2 separate regions of the Ovis aries genome follow, and region 2 is linked to region 1. A link is a contact called in public Hi-C data. All regions are on one chromosome and are shown on one strand. Each heading gives the region's core, a stretch centred on a gene start, on an enhancer-like site or on the middle of the called end of the contact. The rest is flanking DNA. Distances are from core to core; before and after follow the strand shown. Region 1 holds the start of GIPC1 (GIPC PDZ domain containing family member 1). Region 2 holds the start of ADGRL1 (adhesion G protein-coupled receptor L1).

Evidence for each region. Hi-C and Micro-C count contacts between places; a contact is called where the count stands out from the background.
Region 2: a contact with region 1 is called in a Hi-C map of tail adipose tissue, with 4 times the contacts expected there. The contact joins the promoter of ADGRL1 here to the promoter of GIPC1 in region 1. A contact is called at or near these places in 3 of 16 Hi-C or Micro-C datasets (blood, liver and tail adipose tissue).

What each region holds. Positions count from the first base shown.
Region 1 is chr5:9,603,583-9,609,188 of ARS-UI_Ramb_v3.0, forward strand. GIPC1 (GIPC PDZ domain containing family member 1) reads left to right here and starts at 1,897. Exons shown (of 11, transcript XM_060416266.1): 1 at 1,897-1,966; 2 at 2,532-2,586; 3 at 2,723-2,869; 4 at 3,408-3,620; 5 at 4,434-4,488.
Region 2 is chr5:9,829,270-9,835,256 of ARS-UI_Ramb_v3.0, forward strand. ADGRL1 (adhesion G protein-coupled receptor L1) reads left to right here and starts at 4,266. Exons shown (of 24, transcript XM_060416268.1): 1 at 4,266-4,334; 2 at 5,158-5,291. It overlaps LOC105610497 (a long non-coding RNA gene), which reads right to left and starts at 3,887. Exons shown (of 2, transcript XR_006059833.2): 1 at 3,826-3,887.

The DNA of each region.
Region 1 (5,606 bases), core at 647-3,146:
CACTTTACTGCTCTGCAGGCCCTAGCCCAGCTGGAATATGCAGCAGCTCAACCAGGGAATTGCAAAGACTCATTTCATGAGGCTTGAACAGCTGAAGCCCCAGCTGTCTGAGTGGCTGGGTTGTTCCTAGAACAAGGAACTCTCATCTGTCCTGAGAATTGACTCTCCTGGCCTGTTGTTCAGTCACTAAATAGTAGCTGACTCCTTGCAACCCCATGAACTGCAGCATGCCAGGCTTCCCCGTCCTTCACTCTCTCCCAATAGTGAGATAATCAAAATCATGTCCAAGGAGTTGGTGATGCCATCTAACCATCTCACGTTCTGTCGCTCCCTTCTCCTCCTGCCCTCAGTCTTCCCCAGCATCAGGGTTTTTTCCAGTGAATCGGCTGTTCGCATCAGGTGGCCAAAGCTGGGGCTTCAGTATCAGTCCTTGCAATGAGTATCCAGGGTTGATTTCCTTTAGAATTGACTGGTTCGATCTCCTTGCTGTTCAATGGACTCTCAAGAGTCTTCTCCAGCACCACAGTTTGAAAACATCACTTATTCGGTGCTCAGCCTTCTTTATGGCCCAACTTTGACATCTCTACATGACAACTGGAAAAACCACAGCTTTGACTATACAGACTTCTGTTGGCAAAGTGATGTCTTCACTTTTTTTAAATATGCTGTCTAGGTTTGTCCTGGCCTGGGAAGGGTGCATTTGTGTCTTTGTTTCTTGTACCTGCTTCTGCCTAAGAAATCTCAGTTACAAGCCAGACCTGGAGATGGTGAGATTACCTAGTTCTTTCATCCACATATGTATACTGAAACCCTGCTCTGTGCCATTCTCAGGACTGGAGGGTGGGGGACAGAGAGGGAACAGAGATGGAGACAGACTCGTGAATGTCAGCTCCCTCAGGGCTGAGACTTGGGTTGGCTGGGTATCCTTTGTAATCTAGCACATAATATGTGCTCAATAAATATCCACTGGTCAACCAGCAAGCGAACAGACCGTTTTGCCCTTGTCTTTCGTACCACTGCAACCTAAAGATGCTTTGCTAGCTGCTTTGCAAACTCCTTCGCTATTGCACTCTCCTAAAGTGTGCTGTATCTCTCTGTCCGCCCTCCAAGCCTTTGCATGCCCCGTTCCCTTTACCAAGAGCATATTCATTCAGCTTACTCGTAGACGTATCTGTTGAGATAGGACAGAGCCTGGCACGGAGCAGGAGCGCCTTAAATATTTGATGAGTAAATGAATGAATGAATGCCCTTGTCCATTGTCCATCCAGGACGCTGGACACGCGGGACCCTCCCTATTCATCTCAGTCCCCCGCCCTCCCGCCCAGAATGAATACATCTTTTTATCCGCTCTGAGGGTGGCCGAGCTGAGACATGGGCAGGCCAAGTGGAGGACTGGATTAGGGACCGCCCTTGGCCCCCTCCGGGTATCCTAAAGGGTTCCCTTTTCTGGACTTTGGAAGTTTGTATCCTTTCCCCCTCCCCACCCCCAAACTCAGTATCGGTCACCTGACTTCCACGACTAGTCCCCCGCCTCTTAGCACCCACAGCACCCCACACGGACACTTAGCCAAGAACACGTGGTCCGGGGGCCCCAGCTTCCCATTGGCCGCTGGCCTCCTTCCTCCCAGAGATTGGCTCGGGCTCGGCCTCAGCTCCCCCTTCCGCCGCCTCGCGGTGGAACAGGCCGCCGCGGCTTAGGAGGGGTGGGAAGGTCCAACGCTCCGCGGCGGGGGAGGTGTCGTGAAGAATCGCGTGCAGCGCAGGGATCCCTCTGGAATGTTTCCTTCGGGTTCCACCCGCAGGGGGGCGGCGTGGAGTGGATTGGCCGCGAGCGCCGGGCGGCCGTTTCTGATTGGCCAGATGCGGGCGCCAGCCCCGCCCCCTGGCGGTGGCTGCGGGAGAGGCCCGGGCCAGAGTTTGCGGAGGGCCGAGCTGGGCGAGCTGGGCGGCGGCTAAGGAGGCTCAGGTGAGTATACCCGGCAAGGCAGGGGCGAGGGGGTGGTCCATCGCGGCCGCTCGAGGGGACCCCGGAGCAGACCCGCGAGATCGCGAACCCGCGGAGATTCGGCCTATCCTGCGGGGTGGGGCCGGCCCCATGGACGCGGCTGGAGGTCTAGGCTGAGTGGGGTGGAGGGGCGGGACGGGGTGGGGGGAAACGTCCGAGTCCCCTTCCCGGAGGACCGCCTGCCTTCCCTCTAAGGTCAGGGGTGAACGCCTCCCGGCGCCGGGATGTCGTCTCCAGCCGCACCCCAGCCCCCTGCACCTCTGGAGAGTTCCCCTCCCGGTGGGGACAGGCGCAGAGTCGGTATTTCTGACAAGTCCCCGAAGCTGGCCTTGTCCCCGAAGCTGGCCTTGTCCCACTCGTCCAGGGCCTGGCGAGGGGGTGGGGTGCGCCTTGGGAGGATCGAGGTCCCGATTGTAATAATGAAAACAATCACCCGGGCTAGCATTCATTGAACACTTCCGTGTCAGGTATTTACCATGCGGATCATTGAATCACCCCTCATGGAAGTTGCTGTTACTTCTTTCAGAGGTGAAGCAGCAGACCCAGAGAGGTGGAGTGTCTTGCCTAAGGTCACACAGCGAGTAAGTGGCAGATCTGGGACTCAAACCCATGCTTCAGAGTCCAGAACTGGAATCTCCGCCACTAGACTAGGTATCCAGTGGCTTCAGGGCTCAGGTGTTTCTGACCAGCTCCTCCCACTCCATTCCCTCCAACCAGGCAGCCATCTGGGGCACACCTGCTGGTCTTCGTTTTCACCAGCTGCTCAGACAGGAAGCTGCCCCCATGTCCCTTTTCCCCAAAGCTGGAAAAGCAAGGCCAGACTACTGGGTCCTAAGAAGAGAGAGACATCTGTGGGAGAAATAGGTGGGTGGTGGGGACCATTGGGGTCCTGTGGCTGCTGGGCCCCTAGGGAGGCCTGGGCCGCGGACAGTAGGCATTCTCCCTGGAAACACCCATGAGCCGGTTTTTCAAGACTGATTCAGAGGCCTCCTGCCCTCCTCTTCCAAGCAATGCACTGCCAAAAAGGGGAGCATGGGCGTGGTGTCCCCTTCCCAGCTTGTGTGAGCTCTCAGGAACCCCCTTCCCATTTCCTGCTCCTCCCATTGCAACGCTGTGTGGCTGTAGGCTTGTTAAGTTCCGGGCCCTCCCAGTGAAGAGAGGGTAGGGATGTGGGATTCCAGCCAACCTGCTCAGTGCCACTAGCTGAATTGAAGCTCATTTTCTCCATACCTGTGTTCAAGTTTAAGAGGAGACTGGGAGTGTGGTGGGGAGGTGGCAGTTTGAAACGGTACAGTAGGCATGTTCTGAGGCTAGAGGGGCTCAGAGAGTAGTCAGAATGAGGGCGTAAGACACATTATTCATTCGTTCTGTACATATTAATTAAGTACCTGCTATGTGCCAGGTGGGCTTCCCTGGTGGCTCAGTGGTAAAGCATCCTCCCACCAGTGCAGGAGACACAGGTTTGATCCCTGGGTCGAGAAGATCCCCTGGAGGAGGAAATGGCAACCCACTCCAGTATTCTTGCCTGGAAATCCCATGGACAGAGGAGCCTGGTGGCCATCGCAAGAGTTGGACACAACTTAGCAACTAAACCACCACCACCACCACAGGCCAGGTACTGTTCCTGGCATAGAGGATACAGTAGTGACCACAACAGAAATCCCTGCTCTTGGGCAGCTACCATTCTAATGGGGGGGGGGGGGGAACAGGCAACAAACAAGTTGTTAATAACAAGTAAATAAAGAAAACACTTGCAAGAGGTTGATAAATGCTATAAATAAAATATGAGGGAGTGGCATGGTAGAATCTGTAAGAAAGGGGGATCTCGGAGGAGGTAACTTTGGAGCCAAGATCTGAATGACAAAAAGAAGCCAGCTTTGTAAGGATCAGGTAGGGGGCACAGCCAAGGCAAAGGCTCTGAGGCTGGGCCAAGCTTGGCATGGTATGGCTGGGGCAGGAGAGAACCCACAGTGTGATTCTGTGGGGATCTGTGGGTCACATTAAGGAGTTTAGAGCTTTTCTTCTATCACGTGGGAAACTGATGTAAGATTTGAGGCTGGGGAGCAACACGATCTGGTTTATGTTTTAAAATAGAGACATGAAGTGAAATAACAGCCTAAGACTGGAAGACAAGGGTTCTGCCAGAACAGCATGTAATTAAGTCCGTGGGCCTGAGTTGTCTAGACCACAGGGGTGGTTGTAACAGGCAGGGACAAGCCGAGGAGGCTGCTTGGAGGAGGTGGCCAGGAGTAGGCCTTGACAGGCAGAGGGGACTCCCTGGGCAGGGCAAGGGAAGAGGCAGTAATAACAGTGAGAGTAATAATTTTCTTAAATCAAATGTCAGGCAAAGTGCTAATTGAGTTACTTGCATAAACTCTTTGGATTCCCATAAGCACTCTGAGAGACAGTAATTCTGCCCATTTTTCAGATGAGGAAACTAAAGCGCCATCAAGTGAAGTGACTTGCCCACAGCCACTCAGCTGGTAAGTGACAGGGGTGGGATTTGAACCCAGGCCACTCTGCCTCTTCTGGCCTGGAAAACAAATTCATAAACCACCCACTTTCCTTACCACCATTATTTCCCTGTCCTGGGTAAGACATGCAGCCAGCCTGAACCAGGGCATCAAGTGTAGGCAGACTAAGGAAGTTGGGAGTTGGTGAGCAGGATGTAGGGGCCCTAGAAAAAGGAGGGAGTGTGAATCTTGGCAGCTGACTAAAGATGATACAGATAGAAATAGTAGTAATTGTCACCAGCATTTATGGAACTCTTACTGGAGAAGGAAAGGCAACCCACTCCAGTACTCGTGCCTGGAGAATCCCATGGACAGAGGAGCCTGGCGGGCTACAGTCCACGGGGTCACAAAGAGTCGGACACAACTGAGTGACTTCACTTTCACTTTACTGGGTGCCAGGAACTGTTCCAAACACATGTATGATTTCTTTGGAACTCAGAAAGGTTAAGACATTTGCCCAACTAATAAGTGGCAAACCCAGGTTTAATATTTATGTTCTTTGCATTCTGCTAAGATGTATGGGGAGTGGCAGGAGGGAAGCCAGGGGAGGTGGTGATGTGGGTTTTTTGTTGTTTTTGGAAGCATCGTTAAGGGAGTATAGTGAAATAACTTGACAGAGCAGTACCAGTTTATTCATTCAGAATGTATTTTATTTCTAGTATTTAGAATATGTAAAGAGTTCCCACAAATCAATAAGAAAAAAGACTAGACATTGCAATTAAAAACAAACCATGCAGTTTTAGAGAATTCGCTGGTGGTTCAGTGATTAGGACTCTGCTCATTCGCTGTTAAGGGCCAGAATTCAATCTCTGGTCAGGGAACTAAGATCCCATGAGCCACGTGGCATGGCAAGAAAAAAGAATGCGGTGTTTAAAAATCGTCAAAGACTTAAGTAGACAGTTTACAAAAGGGCAAATCCAAATGATTTCAAATGTTTTAAAGGTTGTTTAGTATCACTGATTAGAAGGGGAGTGAAAAACAAAATCTTAGTGTCTTCGTGGTTAGATGAAGCACCTACTTTGTGTCCAGAATTATTCTGGGAAGCAAGGAATAAGGGACCCCAGAGGTAGGACTTATACTGTTGCTGG
Region 2 (5,987 bases), core at 3,016-5,515, 230 kb after region 1:
CTCTTCCCTGACCTCCTCTATCTAAAACTGCAGTCATCACCATGTTCTGTGTCTTCCTTAATTTTCTTCCGTGGCACTGATCATCCTCTAACATCCTGTACCTTTTAATTGTCTGATTTCTCGTCTGTCCTTCTGATTGGAATGTCAGCCCCAAGAACAGAGAAGCTTGTCTGCCTTATTCACTGCTGTGTTCCCAGAAGCTAGCACAATGCCGGGCGCACAGTAGGTGCTCAACACATGCTTGTTGACTGAATGCATTGCCTTGCCCCCACCAATGACAGCAGTTGGAATTAATCCCCACCCACACAATATCCTCCCAGCTCAATTCTGAGACCTGTTTACCTGCCCTTTTCACTTGAGCCAAGGCACACAGGACAGGATGGGGCTCCGGCAGTGCCCAAGGTGGGGGTACAGGAAGCCTCCAGGAGAGCCAGGGGCACACAGAACTCCACCCCACCCACTCCTCAAGGCTTGGACAGTTCACCATCCACTCCCCTAGCACCCTGCTCATTTTCCAGGGCCATTTCCATCATGCTTTCTGTGCCTGCCTTACCCACTGAACAGGGATGCCCCTGAGAGGAACTCCAGTCTTACTGGCAAGACACTAGGGCATTCTCAACATCTAGCCCCCAGCCACTAAAGGCTATAAGGGGTCCTCTGTGTTTGAGGAATAAATGGAAGGGATGAATACACTGACTGAATGAGAAGCCCCTCAGGGTCATACATCCTGGCCGAGTGGGCTCTAGGTGTATCTAGGCTGGGGGTGCCTGGTGGGCAGTGGAAGGCTGAGCATTTTTCTTGAGACCAGAAATGTGTTTCATTACCAACCCCAACCCCTGCACCGCCCTCGCATGGGTTCCCGCACCTCCGGCACAGGGACCTATGGAACACAAAGAAACAGGACACCCACGACTGAGGGCGCCAGCCCTGAGGTAGAGGACTCAGAAGATCGGGGACAGAGGAAGGTGGAGGAACGCAGCACCCAGGTCGGTCAGCACTGGAGCTCTACACACGTGGACACAGGAGGAGGGCAGAGGGCACAGGTGAGTAGAGCTATCCACGTCTGAGGTCAGGGTGCGCCAAGTGCTAGATGCGCAGAGTGTAGGGTCTCCACGACGCCGGGGGATCCGTACGTGGGGTGTCGTAGGCGCGGGCCACCTGGGTGTGAGGGTTTTCTGGCGCAGGGTAAAGAGAAAAGTGAATGTCCAGTTGCCGGATGGACAGGACGTTGGGTATCCAAGACGCGGGTCACGCTGAGCGTGAGAATCCCGAGGTACAGGTAGGATGCGCAGAGAAGCGCCTTGGGAGTAGGGCGTCCGGGGCGCGGGTACGGACACGCGCGGAGCTGGGCGCCGGGAGCTGGGGCGAGACTGCGCGCGCGCGGGGACGCGTTAGATTGAGGAGCCCGGCTGCTGGCGCGGCCTCCACTGCGGCTGCGCAGCCGGGGGTCTTCGGGGAGAAGCGCTGGGGCTCTTTTGTGCCCCCAGCCTCTACTCATCCTTCGCCTTTTGAGCCCCTCGCCCGCGAGACCTAAAAACTGCGATAGAATGGAGGCTACTGAAACCGATCCCGGCCACAACACGGGGCGCTCTGCTGACCACAGGCTTTGGGGAAAAAGAGGAGGGTTTGGGGGAAGGAAGTCCTAGCCAGGATTTTTCCAAACTGAGCCGGGGGTTCCTTAAAGCATGGCACTCCTTTCCCTCGTATAAATTAAAGACACCGCTTCTCGCAGCCCCTGAAGAACGCAAGTTAGTACCGTCCCCCAGGCACATTCATTGGTTCCGAGGGTCTCTCCATAGAGCAGGTGGGTGAGCTACTCAGGGCTGGACAGCGGGATGGTGGGAGGACTAGGAGCCAGGGGGCTCTGGTGATGCTCAGCCTTCCTTGAGCTGCACGTTCTTCCCCCTTTCAGTCCCGCCAGGTTTATAGAAAGCTGGCTGTGTGGATGTGGGGGAGGGTTCCTGGTTGCCCCCTGCGGTACCGCCAAAGCCTTTCATGGATCCTACCAGGTGCTGCGGAGATATTTCAAAGTGGGAAACTGACGCGTGGAGAAGCGAAACCTCCCCCATTCTCCCATCCTGGTACTGCACCAACCATAGATGGATAGGACACCCTCCGCAGCCACCAATCTCCACTTCATACATATTTGGCCCCTTAGATCCAGCCGATGGGCCTGGCCATCCATATTTAAGGCCCAAGGTCTACAGACACGGAACCCTGGGTGTGAAGGAGGAATGAAGTTAGCTGCCTACTGTCTCCACCCTTGAAGTCTGCGGGCTCTATTTGGCCCCAGTTCCAGGCTATAAGAATCCCTGCCCAGTCCTGAAATGATGGTTGCCCACAGAAGCAGGTGGAGGGTGGTGGGTGCCATAGAGGTAGCCCCTGGTTACCAGGTCAGCCTGGAAGTCTGGCGTCTCTGAGCATGCTCAGTCCTGTTCAAGTCTTTGCAACCCCATGGACTGTAGACTGTGTCCGTGGAATTTTCCAGGCAAGAATACTGGAGTGGGTTGTCATTCCCTTCTTCAGGGTATCTTCCCGAGCCAGGGATCCAACTCACATCTCTAGCATCTCCTGCACTGGCAGATGGATTCTTTACCACTGTACCACCTGGGGAGTCTCTGCTTTTCCCTAAATTCAGGCTTCTGGGAAGGGATTTTTAGAGGATGGGTTCATTCACTTGCAGATGTTCCTCTTAGGGTTTCTTAGATTTTTATAGTGCCCCTCTAAGCCTGCCCCAAGTTTTATCTATTTATTACCCCAACCCTTTCCATTGCTACTTCCATGCTGTTTCCCAATTCCTCACCCATTCTGCAGAGCCAAGTTGGAATGGCAATGCATTCTCTTCCCTGGAGATAGAGACCAGGGTTTGCCATCTTCCTCATCCTCAGCACATCCCCTTCCTCTATAATCCAGGTCAGACTTGTCTGCCCCACTCTCCCCACTATTGCCTGTTCTGTGTCTACCTGAGATTCGGCCTGGACTTTGTATGCTCTGGCCCGCGTGCTAATTAGCCTGCCACTGGATGGTTCCCTTCCCTGAGGATCCAAACCAGGGATTTGCTCCTTCCCATCCATCAGTCTTCCCCTTGCACCCTACCTTCATAAAACGCCAGGCTTCCAGGGCCAGGCTTCCAGGTCCACTCTCCCGAGATCCTCACCGGGTCTTACCTCTCAGGACCTTCTAGTACCTGCCCCCCTCTAGTTTTACCTCAGCCCCCACCCTGCACTGAGCTGTCTATTCTGCCAAAGTGCCTATTTTTGGCCTGGGGCCCGGTTTTATAGCCCCCACTGTGGGTCTTGGCAGTCACAGCTCTGGCTCTGGGAATCCACGCCAAGTCGGACTGCCTTCCCCAACCAGGGAGATGGGGTGCGGGGCTCCCTTCTGCAGCTTCAGCATGAAGCCGGCCCCAGGCCTCACTCGGCCAGATGCCTAGGAACCCGCTGGTTCCTTGTCCTACTTCAAGTCCACCGGCTGCAGTATAGTCGCTCGGCTGCGGAAATCCATACCGAGTTTTTGCTCTTGCCGAAAACCTAAAATGCAATTTTTTCTCTCGCCCCCCCCCCCAACCCAAAGCAAGACCTTTGAGGCGTTTATAGATACTAACCTCCCCCAAACACCCACCCTCTCCGCTCCTGCGACCCGGTCAGTTCCCAGTCCTTGACCAGTTGCCACAGATCTTTAGCTAGGGTCTTGTCCCATCCCGCACACTCCAGTCCTGGCTTTACGGTCTTCCCTTGCCTTATATTGTAGGTCTGGTCTCCCAGGGTAGCAGCCTCCTCATTGCATTCCCTTCGCATCGCCCCTGGATCCTGAAACCGCTTTTACCTGCCTGCTTCGGTGCAGCCGGCGCTCCAGATCCTTTCGTGCCCGAGTCCAGCCCTCCTTTTGCCCCTCCTTCTTGCACGTCGCTGCCAGGAAGACGAGGGCAGCCCACGCCGCCTCAGCCACTAAATAGCCCCCTCCCGGAGCCCCCTGCGAGCCCAGGTCTGGAAACTCTAGGCCAGGTCTTGCTTGTTTCCACTGCATTAGGCATGACGCATTACTCCGTCTCCCGAGGAAGAATCCGGCCCGAAATTTGCGTGCCCGGGGTGCATTTGGCCCTGTCGCAGCTGCCTTCGTTCCTCCCATCTCTGTCTAATCCAACCCGGGTTTTGCAGACCCCTTCCAGATCGCTCTCATTTCTCCCCTCACCGGGCAAAGCGCCTTTTACTCCACTACCTGCAAAATCCGCTCCGGGTCTTCCTCCAGCCTGTCTCCCCTCCCCCACTTCCCGTTCCAACGCTGGGATCCAGCACATCTCCTTCCCTCTCCCGGTTTTTCCATAGGGACTAGAGGTGGGGGCGAAGGGGAGGAAAGTCCATCTCGGGTTTTCGGGCCGGCCTCCGGTGCGCTGGGGCAGGTTGCGGCGGCCGGTCCCGGGCGGCGGTTCCGGGCCGGGTTTTGTGCGTGCCCGCCGTCCCCCTCCCGGAGCGGGTGCGCCGGGGAGAGGGGCGAGCAGGCGGCTTGTCATTGCTGGTGCCCGGCGCCCGCTCGGTCCGCGCGTCCTGCGGTGCCCACGGGCCCGGCCCGGCGCCCCCCCATCTGGCCACCCCGGGGGCGCGACGCCGCCGCGCCCGCCTACAACCGCGCCCCCCCGCAACAAGCTCCGCGCCGCCCGCCCCCTACCCGAGCCCCCCGTGGCCACTGCGGGGAGCCCGAGCCGTCGGCGCGGGAGTTGTCGGCGCTGCGGCGCCCCCGCCCCGCCGTCTGCCGAGGAGGCCCCGGCGAATGGGGCCGCGTGGGCCCCGGAGCGGCGCCGCCGGGCGGCGGGGGGCTGCAGGGGCTCCCTAGCTGCTCCGTTAACCCCTCGGCTGCCGCCGTCGGAGGGGGCTGGGAAGTCGCCTGGGCGCACACGTGCCGCCTCCGTCGGGGCCGCGGAGCTGCGGGGAAGATGCGGGCAGCTGTTGGCGCCGCCTCGGGGGGCTCCGCCTCGCCCCAGCCCCCGGAGCTCTGACACCGCCCCCGCCCCGCCGCCTCCCTCCCCGGGAGGGGCGCGGACGCTCGCCCCCAGCCCCGAGTCTCTGCCGCCGCGAGGGGGCCGCCTTTGGAGCTGTGTAATCCGCTTCTTCTTCTTCTTCTTCTTTTTTTTTTTTTTTTTTAATTTTTGGTTGGTGACAGCGGTTCTGGGCCCCGCTACCCCTCGCCCGATTTCCCCCCTGTCCCGGTTCCGGGAGATGTGCCGGGCAGGGGTCCTGGGTTCGCGGAGCCGCAGGAGAGACGCGCAAGGCCGACCCCGGAGCAGCGCTGGACAGGTGAGTGTCTAAGGACCCCGGGCGAGGGAGACGCCGTACCTGGGCCAGGTGTGGGGGCCGAGGTAGGGAGGATGGGAGCCCGGGCCAGGAAGGGGGAGGGGATGCTGGAACCGCGGGTCACAGCACCTGAGCGCGAGGGGGATGGAGGGCGGCCTGCACCTCACCCCACCGGTGAGGGGGCCGGGAGGGGCAGCCCCCGTGGACTGTCGGGGGTGTGCGGATGCGCGGCCGCGGGGTGCCCGTGGGGGGAGGGAGCCGCGAGTGTGCCCGCGCGTGGCTGCGTGTGCCCGCGCGCGCGCCAGCCTTTGTGGGGAAGCGGCGCGGCAGTGCCTGCGTGTCCCCGGTGCGTGTGCGCGCGGGTGCTTGGCGCCCTGTTTGTGTAGGTGTCTGGGTGTGAGCGGAGAGGGTGCGTGTGCGCGCCGCGCGCCGGCCCCAGCCCCCGGAGGAGCCGTGTCGGGGGCTGGCACCCCACGAAGCCGGGCTGGGGGTTGTTTTTCTCTGGGAGGCAGAGGCGCGGGGGATGGGGAGGGGTCTGACTGGGTGTCTGGCCGGCCGTAGCCGTCGACAGCATCTTCCCTCCGCGGTACCGGGTTAAGCCTGGGAAGCTGTTGGGGTTCATCCACCCGGATTCGGGCTTTGAGGGCCAGCCCTCCCACTCTCCCAGGTGTTCGCCGAGGAGAGCTTGGGGTTTCAATT